2 separate regions of the Mus musculus genome follow, and region 2 is linked to region 1. Evidence: chromatin contacts called from public promoter capture Hi-C data. All regions are on one chromosome and are shown on one strand. Each heading gives the region's core, a stretch centred on a gene start, on an enhancer-like site or on the middle of the called end of the contact. The rest is flanking DNA. Distances are from core to core; before and after follow the strand shown. Region 1 holds the start of Retreg1 (reticulophagy regulator 1). Region 2 holds the start of Otulinl (OTU deubiquitinase with linear linkage specificity like).

Region 1 (6,982 bases), core at 2,493-4,992:
AAATGTTAATCTACAAAAGGTCTATCTACAGCAACGATGATCCATACAACACGTTCAACGACTCCTTTTCTTGAGAACTGTGGAATCACTGCAAGAATCCAAAAGGGAAAGTGGAAACACACACACACACACACACTCGAGCATGTGTGCAAGGTCTTGCTGGTGTGTTTCTGGCTCTCCTGTGACTCAACTTGATTCTGCCTAATGAGACTCTCTCTCTACATGGGAAGTTACTTATTCCCTTTGTCTTCTGTAACAAAATTTCTACCTACTTTTAAAAGAGAAAAACATGAGTCCCTATGTGCTTAATGCTAGCCTTTTCAAGACCTGTTGGTTTCTGAATTGTTCTTTTTTTTTTCTTATTTAGTTTTTATTCATAATCATAAACTTAATTTTGCAATCCAGCTAGACTTGAAGGGGAATGAGGAAAATATGGAACCCAAAGAACTTCAGTGAGAGCAGAGATTACAGGACATTGCGAGCAGATGGGGTAGGGACGCTCTCCTGAGCTACAGAAGGAACGGTTTGATGGGTAAAACGCCCGCAAGTCAAAAGAAATTAGAGTTGTCCACAGTCGGAAATGGTGATCTTCTTGCTGGTCTTGCCATTCCTGGACCCAAAACGCTCCATGGCTTCCACAATGTTGATGCCTTCTTTCACCTTCCCAAAGACCACATGCTTGCCATCCAGCCATTCAGTCTTGGCAGTGCAGATAAAAAACTGGGAACCGTTTGTGTTGGTCCAGCATTTGCCATGGACAAGATGCCAGGACCTGTATGCTTCAGGATGAAGTTCTCATCCTCAAATTTCTCTCCGTAGATGGACCTGCCGCCAGTGCCATTATGACATGTAAAGTCACCACCCTGGCACATGAATCCTGGAATAATTCTGTGAAAGGAGGAACCCTTATAGCCAAATCCTTTCTCTCCAGTGCTCAGAGCTCGAAAGTTTTCTGCTGTCTTTGGAACTTTGTCTGCAAAACAGCTTGAAGGAGACGCGGTCCAAGGGTTTGTCATCGGCTATGATGTCGAAGAACACAGTGGGGTTGACCATGGCTGCAGCAAGCGGCGAAAAGCGACAGTGGCGTCTGCAAAGCCTGAATTGTTCTTTTTTTTTTACCCATCCAGTAGCTACAATTGTTTCCCTCTCTTTCATATTTGGGAGGGGGCAGCTTTCTGGCTTCTTTGTCCTTTTCTGATATATATTGTCTAATTATGTAGCTCATTAGTATTCATGACTCTATTCCCCCCCAAAATTGTCAAAATCAAACAAGAGTCTTAAATTTAAAAAAAAAAACCCACAAGACTTGTTTTTAATTATTTGAGTCAGGGTCTCACTGTATAGCTTTGGCTAGATTAGAGCTTGCTATGTAGACCAGGTTGGGCTTGAACTCATGGAAATCTGCCTGCTTCAGTTTCTGCTTCTGCCTCCCAAGTGCTGAGATTAAAGCCATGCGCCACATCCAAGTTGCTGCAAGCAGGGAACAAGAATTACTTTACAGCTTCCATCCAACATTAGTTTTCTGTGCTCAGGGCTGAATAAATTACGTGGGCATCACAAAGTAACTACTCAGTAATACCAATTTATGTGTCTCCACCAGTGTCTCCTTGCATTCCACAAGTTTTCAGTAATTATTAGAGGTCAGAAGTAAAGGAGGACATAGGGATAGAGGGATTAATCCAGCCTTTGTCTGAGCAGCCTTTTCTCTATAGTATTTTGGTGGGGGGCGGGGGACGGAGAAGAAAACCCTTCAGAAATCAGAGCTATTCTGGAAAGATTCATCATTAAAGGGAGACAATGAAGATGGAAATCACCCATAGCAGCCAGAGGGTAGCTTTTTGGTGACTCCCTTGCCAGCAGCTTTTACTGCATCCACAGATCCAGACAACAGATAATTAGAATTCAGGGGGAGGAGGAACTCGAAGAATCTTGTAAACTTGTTCCTGAAAGTTTATCAGTCCTGGGTTTGGACCACAGGGACACCAGTTCTACAATCCCACCGCCCTGCGTCCTCAGCTCATGTCCCTGTCAAGTACTAAACAAAGCCCAAATCACATCAAAAAGCATCTTTATCCACCCCAAGCTCCTCCACCAAGGCCAAGAAGGTCCCACATTGGACAAAGTTCTTTGGGTGGGAAGGATGACTGAATTGTTCCCATACTGCCTTTTCCTTGCTTCCAGAACCTCTCTGCATGGAGCTGTCACCCGGATGGCAAGTTGTCATTGCAGAGTAACAATGTCCTTGAAGAAAACAATGACTGATCTATACCTGCAACTCATGTGACCTTTTCCCAAGCAGAACTCCCAACAGAGAGCCCTGCTCCCTCTGGCCACGCCCACCGTGAGTCTCTGAGCTTTAACAAGTCAAGAGCTACATCCCAAACCCTTCTGAAACCTGATTTTTGGATGCAGTTTAAAGGAGAAATCTCTTGGCACTGAGGATTTCCATCACAGCGTTTATCAATTGTAAGTGATACCTTTTGGACTGTGAGTCTCTTGCAGGTAGAAGTCACATCCACAGGACCCAGCAGTGTACCAGGCACACAGTGGGTGGTCAACCAACTTTTGTGTGAACCCTAGACTTGTGATTCCTTCAAATACAACATTCATTTAGATAACTGTCCACGTCTAGCCTGTAATGTGTAAATAAATGTTTACATTCATAGACACAGAGGCCCTCTAGATTAGCATTACAAACTTTAACCCAGGGGCGGTGGTCTCTCTTTGCTTTGAGAACGCACCAAATTCATCCCGTGAATGCAGGCTGGATACAGAGTATGCCCAGAGGATACCAGGTACCCCTGATGCATCGACTCTCATGATTGCAGGAGGGGATTTCATTCTAGAGAAACGAACAGAGACTGGACATGCACAGCAGTCCTTTAGTTTTTCCCACAACCAGGAGAACCACATGGGGAGCTCCGGTATTCTTCGACCTCTGAGGCCGCCCTGTGACAGGCACATCGGATCTACTGAAACACCTCTAAAACTTGGCACACTAGCAGAGGCAGGCCACAGGCCACCCTCTGCCTTCTCTGCTTCCTGATCAGCTCAATGACATTCTGCAAAGAACAACTCACTTAACTGGAAGCGACTTTCACCAGCGTGTGCCCTGTGGTCTGGCGGGTCCTCACTCTTGAAATCAGAGGGCCAAACCGGTTCTTCCTTGACTCCAAGTGTGCTTTTCTTCCTTTCCCAAGTCAGCGTTTCTATCTGACACAGTTAGGCAGGGTGTTCCTGCAAGGGACCTGGACAAGGGCTGAGTCCTAAGTGCTAAAATACATGGCCAGGGGCACCCAGCTATTTTCTTCAATACTAAAGGATGGACGACTTGTCTGCTCTGGCTGGAGAAAGTGAGAATGCACCACCTTCCCCCTTTTAAAATCCAAAGCCCAGACTTCCCTTGGGGGCGAGTCCTCTACCTGGCCCCCTCAACTGGAAGGAAAGAGGAAGTATTTTCGTTGGTCCCAGGCTCTCCAGGGACGCCGCCCAGCTAGCACCCACGGATCCGAGCCCAGGATGTGCAGCCAGACCCAGGGCGGCCCCGCCCCTACACGAACTTGACCGCACCCTCTTTCCCGGCGCGGCCAGGCCTGACGTCACAAGGCACCCAGCCGCCAGCACCCCGCGGTGCGCACCCTGCGCCCCGACCGGTCCCCCGTTGTCTCCGCTGCTCTCCCGACGCTCACCGCCAGGCGCGCGCGCGCGCGTGCCCGCCCACCCGCCCGCCCGCCTCCCTCCCTGTCCCCGTCCCCATCCCCGTCCCCGCCAGCAAAACACCGCTGAAGATGGCGAGCCCGGCGCCCGAGGAGCACGCCACACAAGGATGCCCGGCTACCGAGGAGCAGCCGCCGCGGCCTGGAGTTCCCGGAGAGGAAGCAGGGCCAGAGGGCGCGGGGCCGCAGGTGGAGGAGGCCGCCGGGAGGGTGGCCGCCGCCCTGACCTGGCTGCTCGGGGAACCCGTGCTGTGGCTGGGCTGGCGCGCAGACGAGCTCCTGAGCTGGAAGAGGCCGCTGCGCAGCCTGCTCACCTTCCTGGGTGCCAACCTGCTGTTCTGGTGAGCGCTCGGGCTGGGTGGGGGCGCCCCAGAGGGCAGGTCACCTTGGGGCGCCCATGGCCGGATGTGGCCTGGCTGGGGGGGTTGCGGGGGCCTCTGCGGTGGAAGTGAAGCCTGGTCCCACTTGCTTGGTCACCTGTCTGAAACAGGTAGTCACCCATTTCAACTTTCCTCTAGACGCACTTCCCTGTGAGTGGCTGTCACCCTTGCTGCGGGTGTCCAGTCTCCAAGGGGAGGTGATGATGGTCAGCTGACCCACGTGAGCTCCTGTATCTAGGGATGGTCCAGAGCTCTTGAAAACTTCGGCCCTGGTATTGTTAACTCTCAGGTCTTGACCTGTACTTTCAAGTATGGGGGGTTCAGAGGCCCGAGGGCTTGAATTAATTTTTTGCACCCGCGGAGGCATATCTGGGCCACCTTAGGTACATTCTATATGCTGCTGCCTTCGTGGGCCACCAGAGATGGGCAGTGAATGATTTGTTTTTCTTTCCCCTGGAGGGTAGGGTTTACTGTCTTAGATCCCAGATGAGAAAGCAGGAGGTAAACAAACAGGTGGATTAGGTACAGCGCCCCGCCCCAAGACTGCACAGCTGTGGGGGTGGGGTGGAGGTGGAGGTGGGGGGTGGGTGGGTAGTAATTTCAGAGAAACTCCAGAGGGAATAGGGGAGGGATTTTCTTTGAGTAGCCCCCAATCAACAGGTTTGCCTCACCAGAAAGTGTTCTGCCTAGGTAAGCATCAGGCAGCGTCTGGCTCCATCACGGAACCATGAGCCGTATCGTCTGGTACTAGTTCATCAAGGGGGAAAAAAAACCTTTGTTTGCTAAGTGCCTTCATAACAAACAGGGCCCTCGAAGTTCCGAATAAGCAGTTTCCCTAACAAGTACCTATTTACAGGACGTAGGTTTCTTAACCCCAAAGTTGGGAAATAAATAAATGCATAAAAAGAGACGTAGCCTGTTATTTTTTTCTTCAAGATTAATAACTTGAGCAACGTGAAGGATTTTCTTCAGCTCCCCGCTGGTCTTGGTTTACTCTGAAAACGAGCTGTGTCTTGTTGCTGTCTGTGGATGTTAATTAGCTTTGGGTCTCTCAGTCTTGCTGTTTCTGGAGTTTAACCCAGGTCTCTATCCTGTTGTAAAGTTACCGTAGCCATTAAATGAAGAGGTTATATCATAGTGAGCTAGGCTGGGCAGGACACCAAGTCTTAGGGCTGGGTCTCAATGATTTACTAATAAGCAGCCTGTTTTAGGTTTTAAAGTTTTATTTACTTAAAAACACCACAGTTCTGAAGCTTGAAGGTACAAAAATGTAAACACTTTGAAAATCTTCTCCCTTTGAAAATCTCTTTCCCACGCCCATCTCGGCTTCTCAGCTTCCTCCCAGAGGCCACAGGGGCAGCTAGCTCTCTGAGTTGTTGTTGTTTTCTTTTTTTTTTTTTTTTTGGATGGTGCCTGTTTCAGCAGAAGTTCTGTGTGTTGTGCAGACTGTGAGCTGGCACACTAAGGATGGGTGGACGCCTTGCTGAGTACTCCTTGTTGTTTTCAACGCATAGAATTCCTTTCCAAGAGTGTTGAACCTCCCCAAGGAGGCTCAGCTGTAGTTCAGAGCATGCACATTTTGAGTGCGATAGCTGAGTCTTGTAGTGTGTATCATTTTGTACATATTATGGAACCGTTTAAAGGGTGAGTCCCACAAGAAAAACAGTTGGGTCAGAGGGCATGTGCCCTTGCATTTTCATGGCTGTCACTGTATTGTGGGTATGGCCGCCATACTGTTGTTGGGATTCTACCAGATTCTTTGCTCCCCGGCAGTGGGTGTGACAGCTTGCTCCTCTATGCTTTTGCCAAGAAGCTTCTGAAAATCGTTTTTCTCTTGTAAATCTAGTAAGGGGAAAGGGTACTCCGGGATGGTTTTAAATTTGCATTTGTCTAAGACTGAATGCTTTTCTTGTGTTCCAGGACACTGTGATTATCTTTTCTCTGCAGTGCCTATGTATCTGTTACAACAACTCTGGTTGTTTCTTCCCTTTAGACGTGGATCTTCTTATTGATTTACTGGAGCTCTTTGTATATGATGGATTTTGCATAATTAATGTAAAGAGTTGCAAACATTTTTCTTGTGATATGTGTGTGTGTGAGAGAGAGAGAGAGAGAGAGAGAGATAGAGAGAGAGATTATGTTCTGTTCTACATCTGTGTGTGTGCATATAGTAGAGGTCAGAGGGCCTCTTTAATTGCTCTCGTTAGTTTTTTTCCAACAAGCTTTCTCACTAACCCTGGAGCTCATATACGTGGCTGGGTTGATTGGTCACTGAGCCTCGGGGATCTGCCTGTCTCTAGCCCTTCATGTTGGAGTTATAGACACACACTGCCATGCCTGGCTTGTATGTGGTGCTAGAGATCTGATTGCTGACGTGACAGGCACATTCCTGACTGAGCCACCTCTCTAGCCTCCTTATGACGTATTCTTTCAGAACCATTGTTGGAACCATTTTTTGTATAAATAATTAAAAAGTATATTTAATATTCTCTCCTGCCCGTCTTAGTTATCACTCTGATGGGAAGACAAAACAGTGGCCACAGATTGAACCTGGTTAGGATCTTACTTGTTTTCTTTTTCCTGTTTGCAGTAGCTGAATTCCACGCATGCATTTGCTCTGACAGAGAACCATCCTGCTCTCAGAATCCTGAAGCAATTGCTGCTTTTGTGCTATAATCCACTGGACTTTAGGACTTTTTTTAATTGATGAATGACTGGTTTTGAGATCTTCCTTATTTGTTTCTCTGAACTTAAAATATGCTGCTTAAAGCCTAAAACTTAAAAAAAAAAGCTAGTTTATATCTTCTCAAATGAGCCTATCTTTGTTTTCATTCCTTCTTTCTCCCCAGCCCCCAGCCCCCCAACAGTATTTTACTGTGTAGCCCT
Region 2 (6,838 bases), core at 1,506-4,005, 1.8 Mb after region 1:
CACCTTCTGAATTCACCTCCCTGCCTAGAGACTAATGTGTTCACCCGTGGAGACAGCGTGTCTAGTGCAGGCATGACACATCTGCTCCACACACAAGGTCAGTGACTGGCGAAGGGCTTGGACATAAGGGAACGCAGGATATTCGGAAGGCAGTTTTCTAACTGGGGGAATAGTCTAGGTATGAGGTTGGGATCTTGGCCGGACAAGTTCCCATTTAAAGCAGTTTTGTATCCGAGGGATAAACCAAACAGTAAGTAGCTTCATAACAGAAGGCAAGGATGATAGTTAGGACAGCAGCACTGAGCATTACAGAGCTTTCCATGGTCTGTAAACAACCAGAACAACTTTATATGTAATAAGTGCTCTAAGCCGCAATGGGAGTCTAAAAAAATGATACTCATTATTTTCTAAATTTTGGCTTAGCTTCAGAACATACTCCCAAGACAAAATCCTTACCTACAACAGCAACATAAAACAAATAAAAGAAAGCAAAGCTGCTTCGGATGTGGCTGGAATGCCAGACCTGGCTCATGGTATTCCCCCATGTAATGTGTGTGTCCCCCACAGTGTGTGTGAACACCAGGCCTCCCAATCCCAACACTGAGGGTCCATCAAGGAGCTAAGGAGCTCCTCACAGCACAGCTGAGGATGTGCGCGCTGCCAGGGAACTTAGGGTCAGTGGTGGATGATAGCACAGCCACGGCTCAAGCCCGCCAAGAATTAAGGACCGTGAAGTAAGATAGCTGGAGTTGAATGTAGGGAAAACAAGCATCGGCCTCAGACACAGAGGTCTGCCAAAGATGCCGAAAGGCCAGCTGGTTTTACAGCACCGTGATATCACCCCTTGTAGGTGATGGTGGCTTCTCTGAGGTTTGGAGCACTGGATGAAACAACCTTCAAGATGTCTCGTCCTTGTCCAGTATTCTGACAGGGTCTCTCTAGTAACACTGTCCACAGATGCGTGCCCCCGTGAGTTTTCAATACAGAAACACGTTTAACAATACTTTAAAAAGACTATCCCCAACCCCTTCTCCATCTCCAACAATTCTATGGGGGGGGGTCTTCTATTTTTCTTTGGTTTCTGTCAAGGTTTACTAATAGTCTTAAAAGTGGATCTATGTCTTTCTTTTAGCAAATAGTTAAGAGGTATACCAAAAGGTTGTTTCCATTTCAGCTGGAGTAAGTGACTTTAAGGCCACTGTGTCGGTTTTGTTTGTTTGTTTGTTTGTTTGTTTTTTGTTTGTTGTTTTGTTTTTGGTTTTGGTTTTTGGTTTTTTTTTTTTTTTTTTTTTTTTTTGTCTTGTTTTTGTTTTTGATCTGTTTGGAAAACAGAACCAGCGAAGAGGATCTCCTATGCTCCTAAGTCCTCCCTCAGCAGTTATATTCGAAAGGGAAACGTTTTCCACAATCTTATCCTTGAATCTCACTTTGTCCTGCAAACCTACAGCAGACCCCACAGACTGAAACAAACGAAAGGTCCCTCTCTCTCCTTGGGCTCAGCGCACTGACACGCCTTGGACTTCGTGCAGAGAAAGGAAACGTTCTTGGTGGTTTTGTTAAGCCAAAGTAGGCATTCTGCAGTCTCCCAAACCAGCTCTTTCCCAGTCATGTCCTTGCCTCTGTTTCCAACTTTCTTTTCTCTGCCAAACTAAAGGAAGAAAGAAACAAAATAAAAAATGTTCGACTGGATACGCCCACAGGAAATACTTGGCTAATTCTATAATAACCTGAGGTGCATAAAGGTTAAACAAATGAGTTAATTCTCTAAACTTCAGAGACTTGGGTAATTTAGTCACAGACTAGGCTGGGAGAGGCCTTCGGAATTAACTTGTCCAGCATGCATTTCACGAATGGTTGATGTCTTGAATAACTCCTACCCAGACACTCTAGGGTGGACTGACGTCCAGACCTCGTGTCCTGAACAGTGTTGCTTCCACTACACAACACAGTGCTGTGTCAGAAGCTCCTACTAGGACGGAGAGCAGCAATTAGGAACATTCCCGGTGTCCAACAACCCCATTTACACACTGAAAGCAAGAACACACACAGCTTAGATTCACTACTAGGCTCACATTCCTTGAGTGGTAGATGGTGAAACACAGGATCCAGCGTGTGGCCCAACAAAACCTAGAGAAACTGAACCACGGACACAGCTGTGGGACCGGAAGAAAGACATTTCATCTCTAAGGTCTTTGGAGAGGACAGACCACTGCTACCCAGTGGGGCAGGGGCCCGAAATGCAATAGCGATCTACTGTCACCCTGTCCCCTTGGTGAGCATTTTTTTCCCCCTAAAGTCAAGAGTGTTCTCTGCGGTTTACAACTCTGGTTGCTGAAAAGGTGTGGGCCACATCCTCTCAAGGCGCAAACCCCGGTAGCTTAGTTTACAACCAAGTTGCTCCCTCGAGGACACCGACCAGCTTGTCCACGCGCCCGGGTACTCCTGGATAGACCCGCCTCTCTCCGATGGCCGGGGACTCAGATGCAACCCACGCACAGCCACGCGCGCGAGGTGTAGCCGTCCCCGCGCCACAAGCACCCTTCGCTCTCCCTCGCCCACCCTCCGCCGCCACTACACCCTCCGGGAGACTGTGCTCATCCCGGCGCCCACCTGAGGTGGTCCGAGCGCGCTCCCGCTCCCGCGGCGCGCTCCTCGGCGCCTCCATGCGGGATGCGCGCCTCCACCCGCGCGCACCCTCCGCTACAGCCCGGCGCCCCGCTCGCTTCTCCGCAGCCGCAGTCCCGAGCTCAGCTACTGTGACAGCCGTCCGTGCTCCCGCCCTGAACGCAGACTGACGCCCGGTGCCGCCACTCAGAAGCTAGGGCGGAGTCTAGGGCGGAGCCTCCGCGCGAGGTAGGCGTGAAGGGCGCGGCGGCGTGGAAAGCTCAGAAGCTCAGCGATGGGAGCGCTGCGGAGGCCGCGGCTCTGCCCCTAGGGCTGCACCTCCACGCTCACCCTGGGCGTTCCACTGGTTCGGATCTAGAGTCCTCTCGGGAGCTCTGCACCAGAGCCAGAGAACTTGGGGAAGAGACTGATGGGCCGAGGGACCGAATGCCCCTCACCAGCTCAGGACAGCTTGGTGCCTCGATTCCCTGTTCACCACGGGACAAACCTGCTATGTCTGCGCCGGAGAGCTAGAGGCTGGGATCCAAAAGCAACTGCACCCGGGGCTTGTTCCACTACGTGGGGCAGGGCTTCCTCGTCTTTCTGCATGGGTCAGCACATTCGGCTAATGCGTGCTTGGAACTGTTTAGGGACGAACAAGAGCATTCTTGACAAAAAGTGGTTCCATAAAGTAATTTCTTAATTGTTAAAAAACAATACAAAAAGCTAACAGAAAAAGTAAATGGCCTAACAAGAAAAGGATACAAGATTTTTTTTGCTCCTGATTAACTAATTTGATGGACCCCTCCTTTTTTCCAGAAGAAGACAAGAGAGGGGGAGGGGAAGAGGGAGGGGGAGGAGAAGAGGGAAGGGGAGAGGGAGGGGGAGGAAGAAGAAGAAGAAGAAGAAGAAGAAGAAGAAGAAGAAGAAGAAGAAGAAGAAGAGAAGAGGAGGAGGAGGAGGAGGAGGAGGAGGAGAAGAAGAAGAAGAAGAAGAAGAAGAAGAAGAAGAAGAAGAGGAGGAGGAGGAGGAGGAGGAGGAGGAGGAGAAGAAGAAGAAGAAGAAAAAGAAGAAGAAGGAGAAGAAGAAGAGAAGAAGAAGAAGAAGAAGAAGAAGAAGAAGAAGAAGAAGAAGAAGAAGAAGAAGAAGAATCATCTCCATGAGTACTTCCTTTTTCTCCAGTGCAGACAGATTCCAAATACAAAAAGACTAGCATGCAAAATATCCTGGCAGCCTCCGGAAAAATAAGCGCCATAACTAAAGAAACATGTGGAAACAGCCTGGAATTTTGTGTGAGTTCAATAGCCTTAGGGCTATGTCAACAAGTCATTGAAACATTGCAAGTCTCTCTGGATCTCAGAACAAAGGATCAAAAGGATCGTACATCTTTAGTCTTGCCTCAGAAATCCCTGTCAGACCAAAAGCCTGAGTCAGCAGCACCAGGCAACTAAGAGAGCTGGCTCAGCGGGACTTGTGGTCCACCGCGAGTGCATTTTCCCTGTTAGTGTATTTCACGAATCCCCGCATTTGCTCGTGAGATTGGTAGGGTAACCTGGGTTCACTGGGGCCCATCTGGTGCCAGTGCAGAATTCAAACTAAGGTCTGACCTCAGTCACTCAAACATTTTTCAGCACAAGTTTCACAGAGCATGGTTGCAAGCTTGCTGTGTTTAAAAATCTCTTGTCCAACTCAGATATTTAACATTGAGGGGGTCGGTTTTCTACAGGCATAAACTATCCCTTGCGTGTCTAGGGGCCCAGTACTCCTACAAAATTAATGACTGAAGACTTAGGCCTGTCTAATGTAAACAAAGTTATGAGCAGTGACCAGAACAAATTGCCTGTTCTAGAAACTGAAAGAACAGAGTCTAATTTCTTGTGGCATGATAAAATTTACTGGACTCCCTCAACTACAAAACAAATTAGCCACCCAGTCTCCCTCCCCACCTCACACAAAATAATATTTATGAACACTGCTGTTTAGACTGGCCTAAAATCTCTTCAGTTAGTCCACATTTAAGGTTTCATGGTTGTCTCTAAAGTTCCGTTCTGTTCCCCCCAAGCAGAGTGGACAGCCTCTTAGGGTAATATTTGAAGACTTGAACCTTGAGCCAGACCACCACACTTGCCTGGACACCAGCCATGTGGTTTTCATGTGGTTAGCATGTTTTGTGCCTCACTCTCCTCACCTATAAAATGGGACCATAAGACTGTTTTCTCTTTTTCATGGGAGTTGAATGTGTGCAACCCTCTTGGGATGATGCTTTACATATAAGCATCACATTAGCGTGAGTTAAAACATACACATAGAGATGCCTGATTTGCTTTCTAGGCTACCCTTGTGTGATTAACCAGGCCTTGACAATGAGATCGGATGCTTTGTTTGTTTGTTTGTTTGGTTGGTTGGTTGGTTTGGTTTTTTTTTGAGACGGGGTTTCTCTGTGTAGCCCTGGCTGTCGTGGGACTCACTCTGTAGACCAGGCTGGCCTGTTTATGTGTTCTTAAGAAGAGAGATCGTGCACCCTTTTGTAGGACAAACACTGGTCAAGAATCCTTAGTGCTGAGCTCACAACTTGAGTATTTAGGAATGTACACGCCAAGGCTAAAGACTAAGCTCAGCAAAAACTTCACATCAACAGTCTCCCCTCAGATCTTCTCACAAATCCAGCCACCAAAATATCCACCTGAGAATGCACACGTGCAGAGATGTGCCAAGAACTGTGCTCTGAGACCCTAACTGTTACCCTGGAGCTGTCAGAGTGAATATCTAGGGCAATGGCTATAAAGGTTAGCTGCATGATAGATCATGCCCAAGTAAGACGGGGGAGGGGAATGTGACGGGTGATGGGGGGGCGGACAGGGAGAGGGGGGGTAAGAGAGGGAGGGAGGGAAAGAGAGAGAGAGAGAGAGAGAGAGAGAGAGAGAGAGAGAGAGAGAGAGAGAGAGAGAAGCGCCTGGACAGTAGTTCCCAACAACTAGCTCAACGAAGAGTTTGTTTTTATGACCATTTGAACTCTGACAATGGAATGTGAGTGTCCAGGACCACTGAAGATGTGGCCTAATGTACTTTCCATCGCTGTCAAACCATGCATTTTATTCAGGGTTACTTATTCATATACAGCCTAGAACTTATTCATATCTAGCCTCGGGCTAGAACAGGGTGATTTTTTTCATGAGAGCAGTTAAGCCCGTTGTACTTTGTTCCCATAATCATTACAAATCATTTCTATTCAAAGTTTCCTCGGTAGTCTCGTTAGCCAATAAGTGAGACAGGTACCCTTAAGGACCAACTCCCACATGAGCACTCCTTCCAAAAGTCCTTTCTTTTATTTTTAGATAAAACTTTATAAGGTGAGCTGTATATACACAAAGGCATCCCTGTTCAATCCAATCTTTCAATCATGTGCTCTTTGCCCCTCAATCAAGCATGCGCCTGAATGTGTCTAGTATGCTTTCTTCTTAAGTTATGATCTTAAACGGAGTGTGTTCACACAGGTATCCCTAACTGAGCACACGCAGGCGTGCGGCCAGTGCCAAGTGCTTTCTTCTATGGAAATGTCTGTGTGCAATATGTAAAGGCTCCTGAAATAAGAAATCCCACGCTCCCTTTGTTGGAGAAGGGCATTGCTTTGGAAATAGCTCCCATATGTCCCTGGCTTGTCCCAGTGCTAAGTGATTCTCTACTCTTCTTGGCTGTCTCATCCTTGGAGTCACTAACATGTGAACTCATTGCATTTGGTTACAGACTGGCTTCTACTTCAACATCTTCCTTGAACAGGAAATTTGCAAAGGGAGATGCAGGGTCCGTTGTTACAATTTGCATACTGAGAACCCAACATACAATGGACTTCTTCAGAATTCAGGGACTGAACTCCTTCACTGAACGTGGGAGTAAAGGCAATATCAGGCTTCCAGCCAAGAATCAGTGAAAAGTTTCAGCTTACCCTCACTTCCAACTGTCTCAGCCCTAATCATTGTCTCTGTGGATGTGGCAAGACAGGCAGACATAGAATGTCTTATTTTGATGGGCCGCCAAGATGGCTCAGCAGATAAAGACATTTGCTACCATGCCTAAGATCTGAGCTGGAGAGACCCTACTCTGCAAGCTGTTGTCTGCCCTCCACACAGGGCTCTATGACACACCTGTGCACACATATGCATGTGCATGCTTACACACAAAATAATCAAATAAATCTAATTAGAAACCTTTAAAAAGTATCTATTTGAGTGCCAGT

Evidence for each region. Promoter capture Hi-C pulls out the DNA fragments that hold promoters and counts their contacts.
Region 2: a promoter capture Hi-C map of hippocampal neurons shows a contact between it and region 1, with 5 times the contacts expected there. The contact joins the promoter of Otulinl here to the promoter of Retreg1 in region 1. A contact is called at or near these places in 2 of 39 promoter capture datasets (hippocampal neurons and liver) and 1 of 9 other capture datasets (liver).

Annotation. Positions count from the first base shown.
Region 1 is chr15:25,839,556-25,846,537 of GRCm38.p6, forward strand. Retreg1 (reticulophagy regulator 1) reads left to right here and starts at 3,743. Exons shown (of 9, transcript NM_001034851.2): 1 at 3,743-4,057. The coding sequence starts at 3,789. It also overlaps the pseudogene Gm4824.
Region 2 is chr15:27,678,787-27,685,624 of GRCm38.p6, forward strand. It overlaps Otulinl (OTU deubiquitinase with linear linkage specificity like), which reads right to left and starts at 2,756. Exons shown (of 8, transcript NM_001242423.1): 1 at 2,611-2,756. The coding sequence starts at 2,665.